2 separate regions of the Arabidopsis thaliana genome follow, and region 1 is linked to region 2. A link is a contact called in public capture Hi-C data. All regions are on one chromosome and are shown on one strand. The core of a region is the stretch at or near the end of the contact, and the rest is flanking DNA. Distances in the headings are between cores, read along the strand shown. Region 1 holds the start of RLM3 (disease resistance protein (TIR-NBS class)). Region 2 holds the start of AT4G16880 (Leucine-rich repeat (LRR) family protein).

Region 1 (7,347 bases), core at 2,623-5,122, 61 kb after region 2:
TCAATGAGGCAACGGGATCGGACTGCACAGAATCAGTTTGTATCTCTCCCTTAGGGAAGAGATCCTTCTTATTTTTATCATCACCTTCTTCGATTAATATTTGGTTGTCAGCAATTTGGAAATCTCCAATTTCAGGTCGCTCGTAATATCCATCCTCCTGAGGAGATGGCAAATCGTTCTTGCTTTCCTCTAACCGATGTGTAGGATTGACATCCACTGAAGCATTGGATGTCTGCGGACCAGGCTGATGATCTTGAACAAAAGCCTCTATTCCTCGGTTAGATGCACTTAAATTGAAAACCGAAGCTTGGGATTCAAGAGCTAAAATAGTCCCAAGCATAGTTCCACAGGCAACAGTTCTGATGTCGTTAGGTCTGCTATCTATTACAGAGTAATTCACCTAGAGAAAATAATCAATAACACAATGAATCAACCACCCACTAAACCATACCGTGAGAACTTCATATATATCTTAAGAGATTACTTACATCGTTTCCATCATTTCGACTTCTTTTGGGCAATGGCATGAGCTCTAGCTCCTCTTGTTCCGCATTCTCTGATACATTACCATAAATAACCCAAAATTGAGAAGAGAATCTCTATGTAAGTGTGACCTACTAAACCGCAATATCAGATAAAATTGCAAAAACTTAGTACCTCTCGAATGCTTTAGCGTGAGAGATCTCGGATCCATAAACTGTTCTAACACAACATTTTCCTGCAAATCCAAACTACAGGCGAAACTAGCCGGAGCGGAGGGAGACTCAGGCGAGAGAGTCACAGTGAAGCCATCTTCGGCAAGGGAAATAGGAGAATTAGGGATCGAGCAAAGATATTTGACGAGATTAGGAGAACCTTGGAAGTATGTACACTTTGAAGAAAGATCTATAACAGATTCTGGATGACCAGAAGAAAGTAGGAGACGAGATAACTCAAAAGCATGCAGATGATAGTTAAGGTCGTCGTTGCCGTCTGAATTGGTGGGACTAAGAGGAATGAGCTCTCTTCCGGCTGTAGAATTCTCGAGTTGACGCGGTTCCGAGTTTTCTGACATTGCAAATGCTGTGAATCTGAGGGAGAGAGAGAGAAGCTAGGGATTTGAGAATTTGAGATTTGGGGGGCAAATGGAGAAGGAGCGGGAGAATGGCACGTGCGGTACGTGTGATGTTTTGTTTCGAGGATTTTGTACATAAAAATGTTCCCGCTCATTTCTTTGCCAGCTGGATTATTTACGGCCTCATGCGTCTACAGGCCCATTTTAAATGAGCCCATATAGCCTGGAAATGTTTCATTGATTGTAGTCTTGTAGATAATTTTTAGAACAATGCAATTATTCAAGATGCTAAAACTTGCTGCATTTCGAACTATATATTTGAATAACCTTCTCAAATACTATTATTGGTTACCTAATGTTTTTGATGCTCTAGAAGTTCAATTTATAACATGCAAAGAGAAAAACTGGAGTTCATGGTTACAGAAAACAACATTAGTCGTCAATTTCAAATGAAAGTAATCCCATAAAATATATATATACATGCATGCATGACTATGTATGGATGGTTATATCATATATGGAACATGTGCATTTGTGATGGTATAATGTAAAGATGGATAAATAGTAAATGATGGCCAAAGAGTGCTCGTGAGAGACAAAGGAAATGGTATGGGGTAACCAAAATGTCGGTTAGTTGGTGCGGACATAATATTGGCCGTGGAGCTAAATCAGGCTGTGTGACTAAATACAACACAAATGGTCCCTTTTGTTTTTCGTTTTTTGTTTTGTAACATAGCATTATGCTCTTTTATCTTGTCCTATGTAAATTTTGTCTTCTCCTGATAATATTATAGAATATCTTGATATGGTTATCATAAATTTTCTGTTAAATTTACAGAAAACAAAATGAACATTAATGTTCTAACATATGAATGGCTAACATCAGTAATGACCTGTTCTAATAAATTTGATATGGCCCCTTAAAAACCATCCCGTGAATCCGATTGATCGTTTCCACTATGTCTTTAAAAGAATAAATATAAAAGGCATTGTAATCATAATATCCTCCATTTCCATATATATTGACTATTCTATCTGTACCTACAATGAGATTTCAACTTTGGAGTTTTCATCTTTTTTTTCTTTCCAATTTGTGGAGGAAAATAAATCAGCATCTCATACCTATCCATCGACTGATACGTGTCACACATTGTATCCAACGATCCAAAATTATAAAACAAATAATCTCTAATATATATCCAAATAGCACAAAGAACCTTCACTTTTCTCTCCCACTCTTTCTTTTACTACTCTCACACATATCTCTGTCTATATATCACTTTACATAAACGACTATTCCACACACAAACACACATAGCCATGGCCTCTTCTTTCTCTTCACAAGCCTTCTTCTTGCTCACATTGTCTATGGTTTTAATTCCTTTCTCTTTAGCTCAAGCTCCCATGATGGCTCCTTCTGGCTCAATGTCCATGCCGCCTATGTCTAGCGGCGGTGGAAGCTCGGTTCCTCCTCCAGTGATGTCTCCGATGCCAATGATGACTCCACCACCTATGCCTATGACTCCACCACCCATGCCCATGACTCCACCACCTATGCCTATGGCTCCACCACCAATGCCCATGGCTTCACCACCAATGATGCCAATGACTCCATCTACAAGCCCAAGCCCATTAACAGTTCCGGATATGCCTTCGCCGCCGATGCCATCCGGAATGGAATCTTCACCTTCTCCAGGACCCATGCCACCGGCAATGGCGGCTTCGCCGGATTCAGGAGCTTTCAATGTTAGAAACAACGTCGTAACACTTTCATGCGTTGTTGGAGTTGTTGCAGCCCATTTTCTCCTCGTTTGAAATGATTATTGAATTGGTCAGCCTCGATCGTTTTCTTGTAATTTACCTTCATTTTTTTCCCTCAAATTATTAGTGGTCATCATTTTATAATATTTGAGTTTGTGTTTGATGTACGATTCAGACATTTGTTTGCATTATGTGCTTAATAAGTTTATCGTTGACTCTACTTGAAGAGAGACTTTGTATGTGATGTAAATTTCTTCTATCTATGGAACATTGCATTCGTAGTCATATATAGGACATAAATATGGTTACAACTTGGAAGGATAAATACCACAAGGCACAATATGATCAATACGACAATACCTCTCATTGTTAGTCGATAATATCGATGTATATAGTCACTAGACTCACCGATCCGTAATTCCTTTTAACAAAAAATACGTTATTCAGATATGTTATTTTCATATATATGTGTAAAAATGTTCTTCCTAATAATTAAAAGAGACAAACCAAAGAAAAGGCTATATTTGCAAGCTGTCATTGGAATTTTGCATACATTTTCTCTATATATTCTCATTGAAATTCATTTATTCTTTCATTTTATGGAGGTGTAGAAATACATAAAATCCAAAGAAAATGAGAAATTTTCAAATATGTTGAATTTGAGAATGGAAGAATATGACAAAGGTGGGTATAGTGAATAAATGGTAGGGAATATAGATATGCCCGACCCAAGAGGACAGCTAAAAAGAAAGTGACGTTCACATGTCTGTCTTTCTCTATTGCCCCAACCATTTTCCAATGTGTATTAGTAATAACAGAAATCATACATTTAAAAAGAACTATATAGAAATTTTATTCATATATATATAGCAGTACTAGTTAGTATATCTGCATTTTTTTGTTTTTCAAGTCATGTTGATGATTTATTACTTTAAACAGATGCCGAAGCTTTCTAAAGTAATTACGGTAAATATATGTTAGTCATTTGTAAAAACGACCGATGACAGAAAGATATGTTTTATTTCTTAGTATATCTAACAATGTTATAACCGAATGATGACAACCTATAAACCACAATAGAGCACTAATTTAATTACATGCTCTTTGTTGCTGGCTCCGTACACCGGCCACCACAATCAAAACCTTAATTGTCCACTTTTTAGCCACTTCGAATTCTCAGAAAGATAAATCTAAGGAAGTTCTAGGTCTTTCAAAGGCCACAAATCTCGATATGTTGGTGGTTTGTGAATATGCAAATCTTTGGTGATACGCTAACTTCTTCAATTCATAATTTCAATAAACGAACTGAGAATTTACTGATGGGTAGTTGTTCAAAGCTGGAGTTTCTTCCACCTGCTGACGTTTACTTGGAATCTCTCAAGGACCCAAATCTAAGGAAATGCTTACGGTTGAAAAGTGTCCGTCCGATTTCGAAAACCATTCCAGGTATTTTTTTTTAAGTCTTACAACATATTCTTTCCGGTGAGGAGGAGACCATGTTGTTTTTCTTCCCAAGAAAATTTAACCTCTATTGCTATGATCCTAAGTGTATAAAAGGCTTGCAATCAATGGAGGTTTTAATTATAGTCCATGGGTGAATAATGTCATCAATAGTGATAACTGGACAAGATTTTTAAAAAATGCCACAAACACAAAAGAAAAAAAAAATTGAAAGTAAATGTCATAAAATCATAATTATGCGTAGTGTGCAAGGTATACTTTGGTAAAATCTGTCACATTAGACATTTACTTATTTACAATTTTGCAAATTGGTTATTTACTTAAATAAATGAAACTTATACGCAAAATAAAATAAAATCCTGACTAAGCTCATATCTTTTAATTTGTTTTCTAACAGAAATATATCCCTCTGTTAGTACACCACATTGACGATGTCATTCATTATTAGGAATGGAAATTTTTCATTCTTTCCTATAAAACTAGATGTTAATTAAAAAAAAAAAACAATTATACGGATTTCTTAAGAGATTTGAATTTCTTTACGTAGATTTTCTGTAAGTAGTATAATTCAAAAGAAGCAAGTTAAAGCTAATCTCCTTGACATGGATTGAATTTTTTTTTGAACCAATTACCCGACAAGGATTTTTTTAGTGGTATTTATAGATTTTGCCATTTTTTATATCTAAAAAATACAATTTAACACATTACGTTTGGGTTTATTTAGTTCCATATTTTTTTTAGGGTATAGTGTTTGTTATTAAGTATGTATTTTACAAAAAAAAATCTCAAGTGTTTCATTTTTTAAAGTTGCAGAAAACGCAAAATCTAAAATATTTGAAGGTGGCAAATCTAAAAGATTTAAGTCACAAAATGGCAAAATCAACAATAATCCTATATTATTTTGGGTGGTGTTGATGAGCCGTTGACGTAGAAGAATAGCATGTGGCCTTATTTGCTATAGGATGTGGCCCTAACCCTAATAGGATGAGAAATCTTTGCTCAACTTGGCTTAGAGTGGAACCAACCGTGAAGCATCCGTCTCAAAAATGTCTACTCTATGACGTCTTTTTCACCCCACCCCCCCCCTCTCCACAAGGCCCCTCCATTTCTGTATAAACTTCAGAATGCTTTCTTGAGAATGTTTTTATCTTCTTTCTATAGTTTCCATGAAGTCTTCTTCTTCTCAGAGCTACGATGTTTTCCCCAACTTCAGAGGGGAAGATGTCCGCCACTCATTAGTCAGCCACCTTCGTAAGGAACTTGATCGCAAATTCATCAATACATTCAACGACAACAGGATCGAAAGAAGCCGCAAAATAACCCCAGAGCTGTTATTGGCTATAGAAAACTCAAGGATCTCACTTGTCGTCTTCTCTAAAAACTATGCTTCTTCCACGTGGTGCTTAGATGAATTGGTGAAGATCCAAGAGTGCTATGAGAAATTGGATCAAATGGTGATTCCTATTTTCTACAAAGTAGATCCTTCTCATGTTAGAAAACAGACCGGAGAGTTTGGCATGGTCTTTGGGGAGACCTGCAAGGGCAGAACAGAGAATGAGAAGCGAAAATGGATGCGAGCTCTAGCAGAGGTAGCACATCTAGCCGGAGAAGATCTTCGGAACTGGTATGTTGTTGTTTTTTTAGTTTATATATATATATATATATATAATTAGTTTCGTTGGATAGTGTAACACCCGGATTTTAGGAATAATGGTGTATGCGGAGAGGTTTAAAATAATTTATTTGGCTACTTATATCATCAAATTGCATTTATTTTTTCGGTCAAACGTTTTGAGAGAACTGCATAGTTAAACGTGCTTGGGATAGATAAGTTTCAGGTGGGTAAACTTCCGATAAGTGATTGTCGGAACAGTGTGTATGAGGATTAAACACAGAGAAAGATCGTGTGGTGATTGTAGTGTCGGTAAACAAGTTTTTAAAGCCTCCCAGCTGTAATGTATCAACCGTCGGAAAGGGGTGGGTCCCACGAGCCTGAGTAAAGACGTGGGTGCTCACTAGAAAAGGCAGTCCATGCGTTATAGATAGACTCTCGTTATGCTATTAGGGATGTTCCTTGATAACAGTTGACTATTGTTATTTTTATGTAGGCGTAGCGAAGCAGAAATGCTTGAAAATATCGCCAAGGATGTTTCAAACAAACTCTTCCCCCCATCAAATAATTTCAGTGACTTCGTCGGGATTGAAGCTCATATAGAGGCATTGATATCAATGTTGCGCTTCGACTCCAAGAAAGCGCGAATGATAGGGATTTGTGGGCCTTCTGAAACTGGTAAGACTACTATAGGAAGAGCTTTATACAGCAGACTCAAAAGCGACTTCCACCATCGGGCTTTCGTAGCATATAAGAGAAAAATACGGAGCGACTATGACCAGAAGCTGTATTGGGAAGAACAATTTCTATCAGAAATTCTTTGTCAGAAGGATATAAAGATAGAGGAATGTGGTGCGGTGGAACAACGACTAAAGCACACGAAAGTTCTTATTGTTCTTGATGATGTTGATGATATAGAGCTACTAAAAACGTTGGTAGGACGTATCAGATGGTTTGGATCTGAGAGCAAAATTGTTGTGATTACTCAAAAAAGGGAACTTCTCAAGGCTCACAACATTGCACATGTTTATGAAGTGGGATTCCCATCAGAAGAACTGGCTCATCAAATGTTTTGTCGATATGCTTTTGGGAAAAACTCTCCACCTCATGGTTTCAACGAGCTTGCAGATGAAGCTGCAAAGATTGCCGGTAATCGTCCTAAAGCTCTCAAGTACGTTGGTTCGTCTTTTAGAAGACTAGACAAGGAACAATGGGTGAAGATGCTATCGGAGTTCCGTAGTAATGGGAATAAACTAAAAATCAGCTATGATGAGTTAGATGGTAAAGGTCAAGATTACGTTGCGTGTTTAACCAATGGTGAGAAAAAATCAATATTAAAAATTATTGCATGGAGATAGTGTTAACACTGAAATTACCATTATTGCTGATAATTCCCTCAAACACATGCATGCAGGTTCAAATTCCCAGGTGAAGGCAGAGTGGATCCACTTGGCACTAG
Region 2 (6,789 bases), core at 407-2,906:
ACGTCGTATCTCCGGCTACTAGGAGAAGAAGAAGAAGAAGCCATGGGAGACGATAGAGGGAACTCAGAGAAGAGACGAAGATTTTTAAGAGAAGTAAATCAGCAAGACATAGTGTGAGAAAGAGAGGAGAAACTTCGTCTTCCTTCCCTCCAAGACTTGCATAGAAGACTTACTGTACAAGATATTCTTTTAAGTGGCTAAAATCAAATCTCCTAACAAGACAATTGAGACGTAAATAATAAAGAAACTCGGCCCTTCCTTTCCTCGAAAGCTTTTTTACACTACATACAAAGATATTTTTGAAGATTGAATTTTTGTGGTTGTCACTGAATTATGATAAGTCTTAGTCTTTGTACAAGACAGAAATAATATTTCAATTTCTAGGCAAGTAGACAGAAACTTACATTCGTTTCCTCTACAAAGATATTTTGAAAACACAAATTTTGTGGTTATCAGTTGTCCTTGTATATAATGAAAGAATATGCGGAATTGTAGCAAAGAGTAAGAGAATTATGAAGAACAAGAGAGTTGGTATATGAGTGAGAATGACCAAATCATATTGATAGAATTAGTTAGTAACCTTTGTGTGTTTACAATGTATTTAAAGACACACAAAGGGAATATGACCGTTTACAATTAACGTAAGACTGAAAGAGACATGAGAGAAGAGGTTCCTTGGTCTTGATGGTGAGAGCGACTGGTCCTTGGTTGACCATGTCGCTAAAGACACTCGTGAGTCCTCTTCAACGGCTACAAGAGATATTTGTGCGCCTTCACTCTTTCTAGAAGCTCTCCATAGACTTCTCATGTGTTCGGCCCAACTCCTTGTAGCACATACCCAATACTAGGCCTTTCTCCTTATTTGTACGGATGAATCTCTTATTGAATCTTGATCAATATATAATATACGTATGAATTACCTGGACGCCTTCCCATAGCTTCTCAAGCTTGTTGTTACATCTCACTGTGAGGTCTTTGAGATGTTCTGGGCGAAATTTACTTGGATTACATCTCCTAAGGCAATCAAGATAACCGAGTCCAGGGAGATTCTTGTTCCATAAACAATCTGCTACCTCGATGTCAATTTCTCCTCTGAAACTGTGCATAATAATCTCAGGGAAATTTCTCAACTTGGGGCATCGTAGGAGATTGAGGTACTCAAGAGATTCCGAGTTGAGAGGAGTTGGAAAACTTTCTAGCACTTCGCATTTACAAAGATCTAGTCTCTCGAGGTTTGTGGCTAAAGAAAGATCTGGAATTTCTTTCAAATATTTGGAATTACGCAGAATCATCTTCTTTAGGCTTCCAAGTAACTGAAAACAAGGAAAGAGAGAATAACAGACGTTCGTAAACATTTCAAAAAATTCATTTAATTTTTTGAACAAATAAATCAATAAACATAACACATTTCTGTTTTCAAATTGACAACAAAAACAATAAAAAATTAGTACCTGAGTTCCATTCCACAGCTTCTCAAGGTCACTATCCTCCATTATGAGTTCAACCAGATACTCAGCCTTAAAATTAGAAGGCAAACGCTTCAATGGACAATAACGCCACCATAGGCATATGATGTTACTTGAAATCTGAGGGAAAAATCTCAAACTTGAGCTTCCATCACTATAATCCTGAGATGGAGACACATTCAAGAGATATTTTTGAAGATTGAATTTTTGTGGTTGTCACTGAATTATGATAAGTCTTTGTACAAGACAGAAATAATATTTCAAGTTCTAGGCAATTAGACAGAAACTTACGTTATTCGTTTCCTCTACACAGATATTTTGAAACACACAAATTTTGTGGTTGTCAGTTGTCCTTGTACAAGACAGTTTATCGTAAGAATGTACTTATGATTGTTTAATATCAAAGTCTTGTTTCCCAATACATACATGCACATGGATTAGGAGAATAAGTATATCGATTATGAGGATTTTAATTCAAATAATACAGTGAAAATACTAATTAACACTAACTCTCTAGTTTGCTAAATTACTCTTTTAGTTTTCAATAATTGTATTATTAGTTTAAAGTTTGGCTTACTGCGTCAGCAACCACTGTAGGCTGCGATTGCATTTGCTGTATTGTTTAAGGAGCATTTGGTTTCTAAGGGTTTCATGTACTGGATGGAAGAACTCGTGTCTGAGAACATCCTCTGCGCTGGTTCGTTGCCTCGGGTTAACGGTCAAACATCTATCCACGAAGTCAAGGAGCGGCCGTGGGATTGCGTCTAGAAACTCTCTGCGTTTGTGTTGAGTTCACACCATTTTCTCAACTCCAGCCCCTTCAACGTACAATTCTTGAAACAACAACACAAAAATCTATGTGCATTCAATTCATCTCTCACGATCATCTATCAAATCACTTTATCAGTAATTTACATTTTAAAGTTATATCATGTTCTGGACTAACAATGAAAACCATTTTATTTGAATCCATATGCTGGCGGCAAAGAAGAACAGAGCATTTGTATTATGTCACACAAATTCAGCAATCAAGTGAATGGAGAGTTTATAAGGGAGGTAAGATGAGATTTTACCTCAGGCAAAGAGGTTTCACTATTGTGCAGCTTGGCTACTTCCCATAAGTCTTCACTGCTTCGTAGTTACTCAATGTCCTTCACGTTCCTAGGAATCACAAGGTCGTTGTAAGACGGCAAGAAAGAAAAAAGAGTGGAATCGACTGATGGTGTATTATGTTTTTATTATTATTATTAGGTCATTGGTGCAATATCTGAAGCAAACCTGCACAAACCAATTCAGCTAAAAGAAGCACCAGAGAAATTAGCTTTCACATCCTAAATGTGACAATGACTAGCTCACTTGAGCTCAGGGTCGTGGTGGAGGTCGGTGAGTGGGACGGGTGGAAGCTGGTTTGTATGTATGGGGCTGTGGTGGTGGTGCGTTATGTTTTAATCACTGTTTTTTTACTGTGAGTGTAGGAAACGCCACGGTAGCAGTGATGCAATTGTTGCTGATGAGGTTGCTATTTAAAAATTTAGTTCCAACACTTTTTTGCTGTTGATAATTCTCTTGTGAAATACATTTTTCTTTACCAAATTTATTCATTGATTTAAAGAGAGAAAAATAACCTTTGGTAACATACACGTAGAGAGATATGTGTGTTTCAAAAGACAAGTGTGGAGAAAGTTTGAACCTTTAACTTGTTTCTTGCGGAATCTCTCACTATCACTCAAAGAAATTTGGATCTCTCGTGTGTTGACTTAGAAAAACGAATGAAGAAGAAATAGAAAGAGCACACACACACCATTTAACGAGTTCACGTTTCCAAACCGGAAACGCTACATCTCGCCGAGATTGTACTCGGAAATCCACTAGAAAGCTTGGTTTCGGTTACATAAACCCTAGAGGCGAACTGGACACTCCCAGCCGCCTCACCTAAACCCCCATCTAGCTCTCTTCTTGTTGTCTTTTAGGGTTCAGCTTGCCTCCTCTTTTATATGCAGGGTTCTCCTCTTTTTCTTCACCCTCGCATGCTCTGTTTTCCCGTACAGGGGAAGAAGACAAACAAAGCTTATGACTGAAGCAGAAGTTAATTACTCTTCTGTCCCTTGTCTATTTATGAGAAACACAACAGCTGTTTCTAGTGTGTTCTCAACTTCCCTTAGGTGAAACCTTCTTTGTAGACTAGAGTCTTTGGAAGCTTCTCTTCCCTGTAGAGTATCTTAACACTTAAGGCAAAACTCAACAACAAGACTGTTAAATTTACATCTTTTCAGGAAAGCGAATTTTTCAAAGAAGCAAAACAGAGAGAAGTAAGAACAGAGTGGTTCTGCTGTTCTGGACATGGAACCATAAAATTTTTCTAGTTGTCAGTACTCCATCATCTGCAGGAGAAAATGGCTTGTGTGAAAAACTAAGAAATAGTCTTGTCATTACCAGTATAGTCATGGTCGATCCCACGTTCATTACAAAACAGAGTTGTAATACGTTTCAGGTTGCCTTAACAATGTGATAAGCTGTGGAGACGGCTAAGGATCCAGGAAAGGAATGTTAACAATGTGAGTTCAGTCAAGGCAGATCTTTAACTGTTCAGGGTCAGCAGTGAAAGGTGTCGTCCCCATCAGACCACACGTCTATGTTAGGCCCTTGATGCAAAGATCTGAAGCAAATCAATTCAGTCAAGAACAGCCCCAGAGAATTAGCTTTCCATCCTAGATGTTCTAGTGAGTAGTTCAGGCCTACAACTTTAACTCTTTACGATACAATTAAAGAGTGCAGCGGCATGGGGGAACAGCAGCGACATGTATTCTCATCGACGTAGGATAGCTGGATGATACTTCATGGTTTGGAAGTGGACCAGACAATGTCTCCTGTAGAAAGTTTAAAAGCTCTTTCCTTCACCCGAAGGATTGTTCCTTATGCTGGTTACATCTTTGGCCGAAGTTAGGCCAAAAACGCTTCTGCCTTTTGGCTATTGAATCAGCGGATATGCAAATGTTGCTGATTCTTGTTGTTTTCTGTACCCAAAGTCTGATTTATTCATTGCTAATAAAGAGAAAAACAACCTTTACTAACATAAACCTTGACATCTATGTTTTAAAAAAGGCAAGACTATTTTGGGTAGTACCTGAGTTCAAGTAGGTACGCTCCCAAATTCAATGTGGAAATAGATAGATGTATGGTACAATACAAAACCATGCGAAAGATGTTTTTCCAGAATATGCTAAAGTGTGGCTTTCTGAAACATTTATTCTTTCAGGAAAAGCGAAATGTTCAAAACAAACGCAGAGTTGGATAATGTAATTAATTATCATTATCATTATCATTATAGTCATAGTCGATCCCAAGTTATCCTAAAACAGAGCAAAACAGAATGATAAGATGTTTCAGTTACCAGAAACAGGAAACAAGATAGGAATTCCTTTATCTTGTTCTTCAGTTATCATGTAATCAACACACAAAGCTTCCCCCTCTAGAGATGTTGATGATGATGGTTCTCCCTGCCCTAACGAAAGCTCCATATTTAGAGCGGCCAATCCTGTGTCCGCTACAATTAGGCCATAGGGTAAGTTGATATCTTCTTCAGATGTCCCCGATGTCATCTGCATTATAAATCAAACGATAGATTCTATTAAATAGTCTGTCCCTATGGTATTTCGATCCTGGAAAATCAAATCAAAAGTCAAAAGATACCCGCATCCGCTTCTCGCTTCTCGTAGTCTGTTGGTTGTTCTCTTCTTGAGAGACATACATGAGTCGTACACCGCATTCTTTGATCCTATTGGAGCAACAAAACTTAAACTCCACATCGTTGAAATTCAATTTAGATGGAAGATCTTCAGACCGGAACTTGAAGGAACAGAAAAACAGATGATCCGTCTTACAAAGCTCCAGTTCTGCATCTTTAGAAAATGATTTCTGATACTGTTTGCCATTGAAGCCAACGTTTACCTTCAAGAATGGATAAAAACCCTTGCCCTTGGAGAGAGGTTCAACCACGACGCAAGCCTTAAATCGCAAGAAATTTTGAGAAAGAGAGCTCTGAGGTACAATGACAGTTAGGGAATCTCCATAAGCTCGATACGTGAAATACTTAGGGATTTCTTCACCTGGTAAGGCCACAGGCTTGAAGCATGATCGTAGGATGAGCTCTCGCGCATCTCTATCCAATTTGAAGCAATTACGGAAGCTAAAATGTTCCTGGAGGTATGCAACACGATACAACTTATCCCAGATATATTCAATGTTTTCAGATAATGGTACACAAGAAACGTGGTCTTCCATTGTCGCTACCACAGTTGCATCACTCAACGCCTTGATGACACCTCTACAGTCTGTAAAGTCGGCGAGCTCAAGTCTTGTAAGTCTGAAAATGTTTGGGGAGATGGTTTTCAACCTCTGGCAACAATACATCATAAGTACAGTGAGCCTCGTGAAATCCTCAATGCAGCAGGGAACTTCTTCAATGGCGGTGTTTTGCAGATAGAGACATTCGATTCTAGTTGAAATCAGAGGAAAAGTTCTCAGACTTGAGCAACCACTGAGATCGAGGATCATAAGAGATGACAAGTTGACATCGGTCGGAAGAACCTCCAGCCCTGTGCATTCTTTCATTTCTAACTTCACCAATCTATGAAGATTCCCAATTGTAGAAGGGATTTCTTCAATGGCGGTGTTTTCCAGATAGAGCCATACAATATTAGTTGAAATCAGAGGAAAAGTTCTCAGACTTGAGCAACCACTGAGATCGAGGATCATAAGAGATGACAAGTTGACATCGATCGGAAGAACCTCCAGCCCTGTGCATTCTTTCATTTCAAAGCTCACCAATTTTTGGAGATTTCCTATAGTAGTAGGAAGTGTCACCAAACTTTTGCAATTGTTGAGTTTCAAATTCTTCAGATTAGTGGCCTTTGAAAGATCTGGAATTTCTTCAATGGCGGTGTTTTCCAGATAGAGCCATTTGATACTCTCTGAAATCAGAGGAAAACTTCTCAAACTTGAGCAACCACTGAGATCGAGGGTTTCGAGAGATGACAAGTTGACATCGGTCGGAAGAACCTCCAGCCCTGTGCATTTTTTCATTTCTAACCTCACCAATCTATGAAGATTCCCAATTGTAGAAGGAATTTCTTCAATGGCGGTGTTTTCCAGATAGAGCCATACAATATTAGTTGAAATCAGAGGAAAACTTCTCAAACTTGAGCAACCACTGAGATCGAGGGTTTCGAGAGATGACAAGTTGACATCGGTCGGAAGAACCTCCAGCCCTGTGCATTCTTTCATTTCCAACCTCACCAATCTATGAAGATTCCCAATTGTAGAA

The links. Capture Hi-C pulls out chosen DNA fragments and counts their contacts.
Region 1: a contact with region 2 is called in a capture Hi-C map of root, with 3 times the contacts expected there. A contact is called at or near these places in 1 of 26 Hi-C or Micro-C datasets (vegetative nucleus) and 1 of 3 other capture datasets (root).

What each region holds. Positions count from the first base shown.
Region 1 is chr4:9,554,713-9,562,059 of TAIR10.1, forward strand. It overlaps RLM3 (disease resistance protein (TIR-NBS class)), which reads left to right and starts at 3,873. Exons shown (of 10, transcript NM_001341185.1): 1 at 3,873-4,261; 2 at 5,084-5,900; 3 at 6,385-7,205; 4 at 7,303-7,347. The coding sequence starts at 5,443. It overlaps AT4G16980 (arabinogalactan-protein family), which reads left to right and starts at 2,071. Exons shown (of 1, transcript NM_117802.4): 1 at 2,071-3,227. The coding sequence starts at 2,375. The coding sequence ends at 2,869. It overlaps AT4G16983, which reads right to left and starts at 3,109. Exons shown (of 2, transcript NM_001341172.1): 1 at 2,607-3,109; 2 at 2,290-2,564. The coding sequence starts at 2,757. The coding sequence ends at 2,449. AT4G16970 (Protein kinase superfamily protein) reads right to left here and starts at 1,153. Exons shown (of 14, transcript NM_117800.4): 1 at 658-1,153; 2 at 489-556; 3 at 1-400. The coding sequence starts at 1,054.
Region 2 is chr4:9,495,657-9,502,445 of TAIR10.1, forward strand. AT4G16880 (Leucine-rich repeat (LRR) family protein) reads right to left here and starts at 1,657. Exons shown (of 2, transcript NM_117791.4): 1 at 1,452-1,657; 2 at 327-1,313. The coding sequence starts at 1,493. The coding sequence ends at 894. RPP4 (Disease resistance protein (TIR-NBS-LRR class) family) reads right to left here and starts at 181. Exons shown (of 6, transcript NM_117790.4): 1 at 1-181. The coding sequence starts at 44. It overlaps SNC1 (TIR-NBS-LRR class disease resistance protein), which reads right to left. Exons shown (of 7, transcript NM_001341146.1): 5 at 6,726-6,789; 6 at 5,157-6,053; 7 at 4,615-5,065. The coding sequence ends at 4,850. It also overlaps AT4G06430.